Regions from separate parts of the Mus musculus genome. Here all the other regions are linked to region 2. The links are chromatin contacts, called in public promoter capture Hi-C maps. All regions are on one chromosome and are shown on one strand. Each heading gives the region's core, a stretch centred on a gene start, on an enhancer-like site or on the middle of the called end of the contact. The rest is flanking DNA. Distances are from core to core; before and after follow the strand shown. Region 1 has its middle 36 kb from the start of Inpp5f. Region 2 overlaps Rgs10 (regulator of G-protein signalling 10). Region 3 holds the start of Inpp5f (inositol polyphosphate-5-phosphatase F).

Region 1 (3,347 bases), core at 784-3,283, 180 kb after region 2:
CATTTGCTGTTCTGCCAGGATCCAGGAGAAACTCAAGGATCCTGTTTCACCTTGACCTTGGACACACACCCCCCCCCCCGCCCCCCGTCCTCCAGCCTCTAGAAGAGCACCCACTATGTGTTGGTCTTGCTCTGCACCGTACCCAGCTAGACGATATTATGGCGCTTTTTTCTAGCTAATATGATCTCAAGTCCCCGTCTGCTCCTGCGGCAGAGCAAGAGACTGACAATCAGACGAGTCTGCTTTCTCTATTCTAATTACCGTGCTTCTTAGCCTTTCTTATTGTGCTATTACAGAGTCTGGTAAAATGCTGGGCACTGAGAGACTTACATGTTCTGTTCCCTCACTTAATGAGAGTGCCTGTGGCATTTCATAGATGAATACCACATTTGCTGCTGGGTCTTAATCAATACCTTTCTTCCAATTAATCAGCCTTGAAGAAAAAAAAAAAAAAACCTCCTGTTCCTACCCTCCTGTCTGGACACCCATGCTCACCCTACTGTAGAGAAAATAAATTACAGGCTCCTTTTTGTTCCATGTCTTTGTCTAGCTTCTTTTTTATGCCAGAAAAACCATCTTCAACTTTCAGACACCTGACAGCTTTTAGAGGGCGATGCGCAATTTCAGTCCCTTTTCTGCTGCAGGGTAGAAAGAAAGATGATTCCTGCTTTTATCCCCTTTTGGGAGAAATACTGTCATCCTTTAATAGCTCCCTCTCTCTAGGGAGAGGAGACCACTCCTAGCAGTAGGTGGTCTCAGAGATGAGGCTCCAAGCGCTGCTCTTCTTCCATTTTCTGAGTTCAGGAAAGAGCTCCGCTGTGTTTGCCAGCCATTGCCAGGACCACCTTCTGGGGAAGAGAGTAGTATGACTCCATCACTCTATTCTGGCTCCTCCATTAGGCCTGGATGGCTGTGAGTCCTGTTCCATTCAGTAGTCAGGGAGGAGGATGCTCTCATTTAGGGCTAAGTTTTTAAAGTCGTGTTAAAATCTGGCCTTCACTAAAGTTCTCTTCAAAAGTGGTGTTCCCATATGGCCAGATACTCTTGCTCGCCTACATTGTCTATTAGTGTGAATCTTAGAATGAGACAGAATGCCCTGAATCATGGACTCTGAGTGTAGCCTCTCATGAGACAAGGACTGGGTACATGAGCTGACAGCTTAGACACCAGCTTGCCCCTCCTTTAATAAGAATGACAGCTGTTTATTATGCCCCTCCTTGGAGCCAGGTAAAGTTCTCTCTCATTGGCTCCTTCTCCCTATGCCCTTGATGAAGTGTTGCCATCTTCATTTTCGATACCATGGCAGCTATGCCAGGGTAGAAGCGCCCACTGCTTGTGGCCTGAGTCGGGTCTTTGGCTCATTCTTCAGCAGCACAGAACCTGTGTTAGCCACGTGAGTGTCTGATCTTGCCAAAACATGCCCATGAGACAGGATTTCTCACTGTGTATCTCTGGCTGGCCTTGAACTCACGAAGATCTTCCTGGCCCTGTCTCCCAAGCATTGGATTTAAAGGCATGAGTCACCACATCCAGGCCCCAAATAAGTCTCTTTTTTCTTTATAAATATGTATTTATTTTTATTTTATGTGTCTGAGTGTTTTTCCTACATGTATATATGTGTACTGTATGCATGTCTAGTGCCCATAGAGGCCAGGAGCGGGTTCTGGATCCTCTGAAACTGGAGTTGCAGATGGTTGTAAACCACTACGTGTGTTCTGAGAACTGAACCCAGGTCCTTTTTAAAAGCAGTTAATGCTTTCAACTACGGAACCGTCTCTCTGTCCTCTCCCCTTCTCCGCCCAAATACATCTTTTTAAAAATATTGTGGCATAGGAGCCTGCCTCTAGGCCTTACAACCTGATTCAATGAGAATTCTACTTTCTTTATACAAGTCATTTGCTTTGGTCAACATTTGTTGGATGGCAGGTCCTTGGCATCCAGATGCATGGGGAACACTGAACTGAATAACATTTGGTCCCACTCCACCACACAGAAAATGCCAACTTCTTCTGTTGCCTCAACTGCGTGTTTTGACCTCTGACCTAAATGTGTTGTTTTCACGCTAGAGAAGAAATCTGAGAAAGCCAAGACTAAGATTCTCTCTCACAAGGTTTTTCTTCCTTTTTCTATTTCAACACTTTAACTCTTGGCAACCATGCATAAAAATATCCCCACTCCCCTTTCTCTGTATTTCTCTTTTTCTGTAGAGTTAAACAACAAGGTTGCCTCATTTTACAAACCTTTATGAAATCTCCTGTCACATACTCAGAAAAACAACTCTTCAAAAATGTTAAGCCGATAGTTAAGCCTTGCCCAGCCCTGTAATTCCAGCTGCCAGAGACTTATAGACAGGAAAATTGCAAGTTCAAGGCTCGTCTGGGCTACAGAGCAAGTTTAAGATCATCCTTGGCAACCTAGTGAGCTCCTATCTCAAAATAACGAGTAGGGAGTGGAGACCTAGTCATTGGTGGGGACCACTTTCCCAGAATTCCAGAGCTTTAGGTTTGATCCCCAACAGAGCAAACAGTAAGAGCAAAAACACCAATCACAATACAAAATTGAAAGAGGGCTGTGGATCTAGTCCTTTGTAGAGCACTTGCCTGGTAAGCAGGGAGGTCATGGATTCAACCCTAGTCCTGCAAAAATAAGTAAATGTATGTATGCAACAATAGTATTTCTACATCTACACCTGATGAATACCGGGTGTTCATGATCCCACTGTAGTCCCAAGCCTTTCTCAGGGTGAGCTCTTAGGCACAAAAATTATCTTGTGGGTTGACATACTTCAGTTAACAAGAACAGTTAGCCAGAAGCAGAACTATAGAAACCCAAAAAGCAAGGTCAGTACATTTAGAGACGTTTCCAGAACAACCGGTTTGGGTGGATTAGGTCTTTGTTTTAGTTTTGTCCGGTGGGGCAGTCTACATGTGAGGTTTAATGGCCTGAATGGTACTTCCATCATAGAGTCAGTTGTGGTAAGGTCTGGGACATGTTACAGCCCTTGCTTATAGCTCATGGTTAGTCAGGTTGGTGAGACTGTATGGGTGTAGCTTCTGACATTAGGAGGAGACAATATCTCACTCATAGCAAACTCCCTGATCTTCTGGCTCTTGGAATTTTTCCACTCCCTCTTGTACAATGTTCCCTGGGCCTTAGGCACGGGAGTTGTGTTGTAGATAGATCCACTGGGACTGAATTCCATGACTGCATTTTGACTGGTTGTGGTTTCTGTAGCCATCTCCCTCTGCTGCAAACAGAAGTTTCTTGATGAGAGGTGAGACCCATACTTCTCTGTGGGTATCAAGAGAGATATTTAGAGTGTAGCTCGAGATTGTGCTGGTTTATTA
Region 2 (3,461 bases), core at 802-3,301:
TTGTGAGAAGGGACATATGCACAGTAAAATTTCTATCTTAGACGTGTCAGTTAAAATAGAGAGTCACCCATGGCATGGCCCTTAGTAAACACCCCCTCCTTCCTCAGAACCCCATCAAAGTAGTCTCAGGCAGTAAGCTGGGGCCCCTGCGTGTACCCATACTCGTGTGGCCCGCTGTCAGTCATTGTATGTTTTTAAGATAGGGTCTCACTCTGTAGCTCTGGCTGTCCTGGAACTCGCTATGGAGACCAGGCTGGCCTCACACTCACAGAGATCCACCTTCCTCTGCTTCCTGAGTGCTGGGATTAAATTCTTGTGCCACCATGCCTGGCCTCTGTTGTTCCTCTTGACAGTGTCTTTCTTTTGAGCTATACTAGGGTGGCTAGGTTTTTGAATACTTTCCCTGCTTCTCCTTTTTTTTTTAAAGATTGATTGATTGATTGATTGATTGATTGATTGATGTACACTGTCACTGTCTTCAGACACACCAGAAGAGGGCATCGGATCCCCACTACAGACGGTTGTGAGCCACCATGTTGAGAATTGAACCCAGGACCTCTGGAAGAGCAGTCAGTGCTCCTAACCACTGAGCCATCTCTCCAGCACCGTTACCTTGCTACTTTCCAGTCTTTGTGCACCTTTATTTCAATTCCTTGACTAGGAATTCCTGGAAATGCCTGGGGCAGAGGCATGGATGGGGGTTCTCTTTGGAGTGTTGAGAAGATTTGGGATCCGGTAAGTGGTCGTGCCTGCACAGCATTGTGAATACATTCGGTGCCATGGAGACACTCCAAAGGTTTTTAATTATGTGTGTTTCACCAGGTCAAATAAAGTCTCATGAAACTACCCATATGTACATGCATTGCCACCAGCGCCTGCTGTGCCATGGACATGCTAAGCCTGCTTCCCTTCCCTTAACCTCTTGGTCTTTCTCCCCTGTTAATGCTGGTTTCCTGATGAGGACCAGGGCCAGAACAGGTGACACCAAGACTGTCTGACTCCAAACTTCAGCCCTACTCTGGTCCCACAAGGCACCCTGAGCTCTCTAGGATAGATGGCTTATCTGTCTTCCAGTGGAAGAAGTTTTCACACAGTAAGTGTAAGTGATGCAGAGAAAAACACTCACTGTATGCCAAAAGTCCCCAGCGCAGCCCCACTGGGAATCTTGGAGACAAGGGCTGACAAGATGTTCACTCACCTGCAGTCTCATTACACTGAGAGCTGTGGCAGGGCCGTGACATGGCCTGATGGTAGGAGCAATTAAGAACCGTGACAGGGCTATGACCTTCCCTGATGGCAGAAGCCAGCTTTATTTAAAGTCTTCAGAGTTGTGGTGGGCAGGGCTGCAGTCTCAGCACTCTCCACCAGAACTTCCCTCCCTCTTCTTGAAGAGAATGGGGCCATCTGTGGCAGCAGAGATAGCTCCTGTGTGAACCTCAAGCCTCAGACCCCCCTCCAACCCCACAGAGCAAGGCAATGAAGAGATGCCTTTCACACAGCTGAAGTGTGTGGAGGAGGTGGGGGAGGTCAGGAGACCCTAAGATAACACTTTTTTTCTCCCAGAGAGGCTCTCAGCCTAAGAGGACACTTGCAGAACTTCACTGGGAGAACACCCGGCTCTGAAAACTTCTGCTCTTAGGGAAATCCCTGGACGTTTTCAATTAGCCGTGCTTAAAGAGAAGAAAAGCGCTCGTTTCAAGCCAGAGACCAGAAAGCTAAAGACCCTATGAGGCTGAGGCCTGACTCTGTCTCTGCTGATATAGGAACAGTGCCCAAAGCGGGGACAGCGCTCAAAGCCTTGTGTCTGTTCTTCCTGCCTGCAGGAGCAATTCGTTTATGTCAAACTCAAAGACATGGGAGCCTCTTGAGATAAATACGACTATTCCTGGGGAAGGTCTGGGGACCATCATGAGGCCTGCCCCGGAAGAGCAGTTTGGAACTTCATGTCTCTCAAAGACCCACCAGTTCCACAGAGCCATGAGTGTCTTCCACCATCCCCATTCTGTCAGAAGGGAACATTTTTGGAAACCCACTTCCTGTTTTAAAGTTACTTCATGAAAGTAGAATTTCAGTTGGCCAGATGAGCGAACTGCGTGCAACAGTCTGCAGGTCTCCCCTCCTAAGACATCCACACAGCTGTTCTGCCATGCACGCATGCACACACATGGCTCCCATGAACTCAGGCTCTCTTGGGGGAGTTCTGAAAATGAGACACAGAAGTGAGCAGCTTGAGGCTCCATATGTGGGGGCAGGTGGCCCAAGGGAGAGGAAGCAGGTGTGGGGGGAGGGGGCACTATCAACCAGCCCTCTCGAATCAGCTGTCCTTCCCCAGCCACTGAGGACAGGGTGCGCCCCTGGGCTGACCCAGTGGGTACAGGAGAATGAGTGAGCAGGCTTATCTGCGCTAGGATAGGAAGTGTGACCGAAAAGGGAAACCCTGAGACAGCTGACCACAGGCCAGTCACGGGAAGGCCTGGTGTCCAGGCCGAGACTTGAACAGAAAAGAAGAACTGCTCGCTTGAGCTATTCTGGTAGAATTTTCCAGAGTTTTGTTAACCCTGTTCTAGCCGCCGCCGCCGCTGTAAGAATAAGAACAGACTAGCTCCCTTGGTGGAGTCAGTTCTGAGTGTGTGAAAGTGCTGGCATATGCACCTAGCCACTGCCTCCACCACAGCCCTCCCTTCCCTGAGACAGACAGATAGATGTATCCGGTCTCGGCTCCTTCCAGGCACAGGTCAGGGCCCTTCCTGCAGGTGCTATGAAGCCTGGTTTGCACCCACACTGGGTAGGAAGTCAGCCTGAAACCCTGCTCCCAACCAGCGCAGGTTTAAGAGAAGTGAATTCACTTTGCTCAGAGCCCCAGACACCGGTCTGCTCAGAACAGCAAAGTCATCAGTTGTCCAGTGCTCAGGAAGGTGCAGTGTGGTCTCTCTCTCTCTCTCTCTCTCTCTCTCTCTCTCAGACACACACACACACACACACACTTAGGGCCCACGCTGATGCTCAGCCACCATAAAAGCTTTCACTTCACTTCCTCGTGGCAATCAGCCTCCTCACTCCCAATTTCTACAGACACAGCTCAAGAGTAGACGGGAGCTCCTCCCACCCGCTCTGCTCTCCACCTCTCAGCTGAATCCCACAGGCTAGGCCATGTTGCCTGGGGGCTCCTGGCGGCTTCTGGTTACTAAGCCCCTCCAGGGGTCTCTGGCTCCAGTCCTGGGTAACACCTGCCTTCTTCCTTCACCCTGCTCCCTCACCAGGAGAGCCTCAGATTCTGCCGTTCGCCTTCAGCACGGCCTGTGTCCTAGACATTCCCTAAATTTGAGTCCTGCCCCGGATGCTGTAACTACTCTCATATAACTACCACGCAGCCTAACAGTCTCCTAAGCTACTGGCTCATGAGTCAACTGACCATTGGCAACACAGGTAGGGAGTCCCAGAGACATCAAAAGAAGGGAAGG
Region 3 (3,687 bases), core at 50-2,549, 220 kb after region 2:
AGCACCACCACCAGCAGCACCACCACCAGCAGCAGCAGCACCACCATTTACTTTATATTTATGAACCTGTGCACTACACCCATACAGGAACAGAGGTCAGAAGAGGTGTCTCATCACAGTTGGTTGTGAGCTGCCCTGGAGGTGCTGGGAACTGAACCGGAGGTCCTCTGCAAAAGTAGCAAAGTACTCTTGAGCCACCCAGCTCCGGTGGTTAGGCCTCTTTTTTTTTTTTTTTTTTTTAAAGATTGCTTTAAAGGAAGACAGGAACATACAGAATTGGGAGTCTAAGAGTGTAGTAAAGGTCACGAATTCAATCAGTAGAGACTAAAATTGTCCCAAGATCACACAGAACAAGACAGACCCAAAGTCTGGAGACTGGGAGATAGGTCTAGAACTGGAAGCTTTTTCTCCTAAATCTTTCTGGTTCAGATTGACACCTGGCCATTTTACCATCTCTGAGTGACGTCCCTTTTACTGACTTCCTGTAGGCCGGCTTCTCAGACTTTGCTGTACCTTCTCCTCACTAGCCCAGCTAACTCTAAGTGTGTATTCTGTGGAGACACATCTCCACTAATGTGCATTTACTAAATGATTATTGGTGTCCAGGTTCTAATAGGAAATGCCAAAACAGAGCGGCCTCTGCTCAGCCGAGTGCTAACTTGGGGTAGAACCCTGGAGACAACCATGGCTGTACTTCTGGGCTTGGTTTGGTCTTTGCTCAGACTAGGGGTAAATGTACTCCGAGGAGGAAGGAATGTCAGGTGGATTCGGGGACTTGACCAGACTTTTCTAGGAGCTAATGGAAGGAATGAAGGACTGGCTTGCACATCAGGGAAAGATCAAGAAATGGCTGCATAAAGGGCGTCGAGCCAGTATAACCAGACTTAGGCTCAGGGCCTGCCTGAGGTCGCAGCTGGTAAGGCCGGCGAGTGGGAGAGGCAGAGGAGTAGAGGCTATAGACAGAGAGGGAGGAACTGAAAGAGGTGCGGCGAGAGCTGAAAGGAGAAAGAGGATTGAGACACAGGCTGGGAGAGGGCTGAGCCAGAAACTCGTGGGCGGGACCAGGGCGGGGCCTAGGAGGGCTTTCGGAGAACTACAGAGGGAGGCGGAGTCGGAAGGTCGGAGGAGGAGCCTGAGCAAGGGCGGAGCCTAAGGGAGAGGGGAGGAACTATAGGAGGGAAAGTTGCACGCTGAGGGGAGGAACCTGGGAGGAGGCGGAGTCTAGAGGGAGCCAGGATGAACTGTAGGAGGTGGAGTCTCAGGATAGGGGGCGGAGCCTAGGTACAGGAGTTGTGGGGGGAGGGGGAAAAGGCCTCCCGGGCCTCGGCCGCCCAAGCGTGTTCTTGGCCCGCGGGTCAGGCCCCCGAGTGCTTCCCCACTCTGTTCTTCCGTGGGCTGGGTCCTCGGAGTCTCCTTGAGGCACGGACTCTGGTGGTCTCGGTGGAGGAGGACTCCAGCATCGCTCCAGGGCGGGCCGCTGCCGTGCCTGGGCCGGGGGACCGCCGCCTCCCGGAGCGCGTGGGGCCGGCATGGAGCTCTTTCAGGCTAAGGACCACTACATCCTGCAGCAGGGCGAGCGTGCCCTGTGGTGCAGCCGGCGCGACGGCGGCCTGCAGCTCCGACCGGGTGAGGCGCGCGGCGCGGGCTGGGTGGGGCGCGCGGGCCAGCTGGAGCGCGGGGGGCGCGGCCCGGCCCCTCCGGCCCCGGGATCGCGAGGCTGGGCGGGACGCTTGGGGATGTCAGCGCTAGTCCTGAGGGGAGCGGCCGCCGCTTCGGGGAGTCCTCCTGCCTCAGGGAGGCGGGGAAGGCCGGTCACCCCCTTTAGTGCACCTCTTCCAGTATCTGGGGCCTGGGGTGCGGGGATAGGGTCCCTTATGAACCCCTCGTAGGCCTCCACCTGCAGCGTCTTCTCACGGTCCAGCGTGGGAAGTTCTGGGTTCCAGTCCCATCAGTTCAGTGGAACCTAATGCGGGACACTCCTTCTTGACATCCTTGAGTTGTTCCCGGTCACTTATTAAAGAGTGACTTCAGGACGGTTACCTCACAGGACTTGATCGAAAACTAGTGTATGAATTGCCATTTTCAAGAAGAAGTCGTGTTGGATGTCTGTCACACACAGTTAGGAGAGGTCAAAGTCTCCAGCCATCAGTTTGCTTTAGAAAACTTTGTTTGCAGTTAGTTGGCTTAAATAGTAGCTCCTGTTCTCAGACAGCTGCGGTCAGTTATCGCTCGGAGGAGTTTGGGCAGCTTCTACTTAGTTCTCCAGTGCTTTTTTCCTTCATTGGTCAACACTTTTTTACTTTAGGAAAAGTGAGACTGGAACTCTTGAACGAGCCACGGCATTGGACGTTTTCCTGCGTTCTTTGAGTACATCCAGTAGAATAACTTCAAGGGAGCTTTTTAGGTCATCCTGTTACCTCTTATGGGATGGCTTCTGAGGACAGGTCCTTTCGTGTCTTAGTGCCAATCCCCACAGCAGCCTGAAAGAGTAGGGTCAGGATCTTCTTTCTCAGGTGAGGAGAGAAGTGTGAGATCCCAGAAAGTGGAGCGGTTTGGTGACACTTTTCATCAGTGTCCATTGTGTCCTTACGGAGACCTGCAAAGTTACTCTGCTAGAGCGGTGAAGAACAACTTTTTTTCTTCTTCAGAAATATGGCTCTGGTTGTATTTTCTTGCCGCTGTATTTTATTTCCTCTTTTCAGAATGGAGGCACTACGGTGGCCACAGTAAGACTTTTGGTGACCTTGGAATAGATGATGGGCCACTTTATTCTAATCTGACCACTTTTCCTAGCCTGTCACCCTGCAAGGTGTAAAGCAGGGGGGAATTTAGCTGTAAAAGTCCCGCGGGCCAAATTCCTGGCAGCTGGAATGCATAAATGGAGGGAGCTTGGAGTCCTTCTCAGCTCATCAGACAGGACTTTTCATCTCCGCAGGTCAGTTTTCTCAAGCAGAAAGTTTAGCCGGGCCCTTTCCTGGAGCTAGCCCTGAGGTTTGCTCTTTGTTTGTCCAAAGTTCGTATCAGAGAGCAAGTGTAAAACTTTTCACCATTATCAAAAGTTTGGTATAGCATCACAGTTCAGTGTATCTCATTTCGTAGATACGTATCCCATCACCCACAAACGTAGGTAGCGCCTAGAGGAAGGCAGAGGCCATCATAGTTCAGATTTAACAGGCCATTGGAAGCCTTAGAAAGTATCCTGTAGTTATTGACTAGTTTAACCTATCCAGTATTTAAGATCTCAAATACAGCTATTTTAGTAATATTTAATTGATCTGAATGCTGTTTAGGTCTTTTTTTTTTTTTAATCTATACAGAGTTATTTCAAATTCTCTTTATTGAACATTGTCTTCTCTTTGTGGTGAGTGTTGCTGTTGTTTAAAGTGACAGAGTTAAAATCTTTAGTTTTTTTTTCATCTTGATTATTCAAGAGCCGAATAGACTTCTGACCAAGTTTGGTTTTTTTTTTGCTTTTGTTTTTGTATTACAAGTGGTGTTATAGGACCAACCAGTGCTGGGATTGTGATTTTTACACACTGAATGACCAGAAACAGGAAGTTTTCTTTTTCCTGGAGATAATCAGGAAAAAAAAAGTGATAATGATATTTAAGGTTAAAATTACCACTTCTGTAGCTTGGAATCCCCGTGACTTTCTGTCCCCCTCCTGCCTACTTCTCTGTGTAAGAC

The links. Promoter capture Hi-C pulls out the DNA fragments that hold promoters and counts their contacts. Capture Hi-C pulls out chosen DNA fragments and counts their contacts.
Region 1: a contact with region 2 is called in a promoter capture Hi-C map of adipose tissue. The contact joins two enhancer-like sites. A contact is called at or near these places in 2 of 115 datasets of contacts at active chromatin or transcription factors (effector CD8 T cells and memory CD8 T cells) and 2 of 9 other capture datasets (adipose tissue and embryonic stem cells).
Region 3: a promoter capture Hi-C map of pre-B cells shows a contact between it and region 2, with 2.4 times the contacts expected there. The contact joins the promoter of Inpp5f here to the enhancer-like site in region 2. A contact is called at or near these places in 4 of 39 promoter capture datasets (fetal liver, hematopoietic stem and progenitor cells, pre-B cells and 1 more), 3 of 484 Hi-C or Micro-C datasets (CD4 T cells and CD8 central memory T cells) and 8 of 115 datasets of contacts at active chromatin or transcription factors (CD8 T cells, effector CD8 T cells, embryonic stem cells and 4 more).

The regions. Positions count from the first base shown.
Region 1 is chr7:128,573,973-128,577,319 of GRCm38.p6, forward strand. No RefSeq gene overlaps it. Among named protein-coding and RNA genes, the nearest start is that of Inpp5f, 36 kb to the right of the region's middle. Within about 2 kb of position 2,034, at least 13 of the 459 cell types and tissues checked have an H3K27ac peak or open chromatin away from gene starts, as enhancers often do. A contact at or near this core is called in adipose tissue, where this site is marked.
Region 2 is chr7:128,390,065-128,393,525 of GRCm38.p6, forward strand. All of the region lies in intron 3 of Rgs10 (regulator of G-protein signalling 10), which reads right to left. Among named protein-coding and RNA genes, the nearest start is that of Gm39092, 25 kb to the left of the region's middle. Within about 2 kb of position 2,052, at least 166 of the 459 cell types and tissues checked have an H3K27ac peak or open chromatin away from gene starts, as enhancers often do. A contact at or near this core is called in CD8 T cells, CD8 central memory T cells, adipose tissue and 7 more, where this site is marked.
Region 3 is chr7:128,610,066-128,613,752 of GRCm38.p6, forward strand. It overlaps Inpp5f (inositol polyphosphate-5-phosphatase F), which reads left to right and starts at 1,300. Exons shown (of 20, transcript NM_178641.5): 1 at 1,300-1,626. The coding sequence starts at 1,530.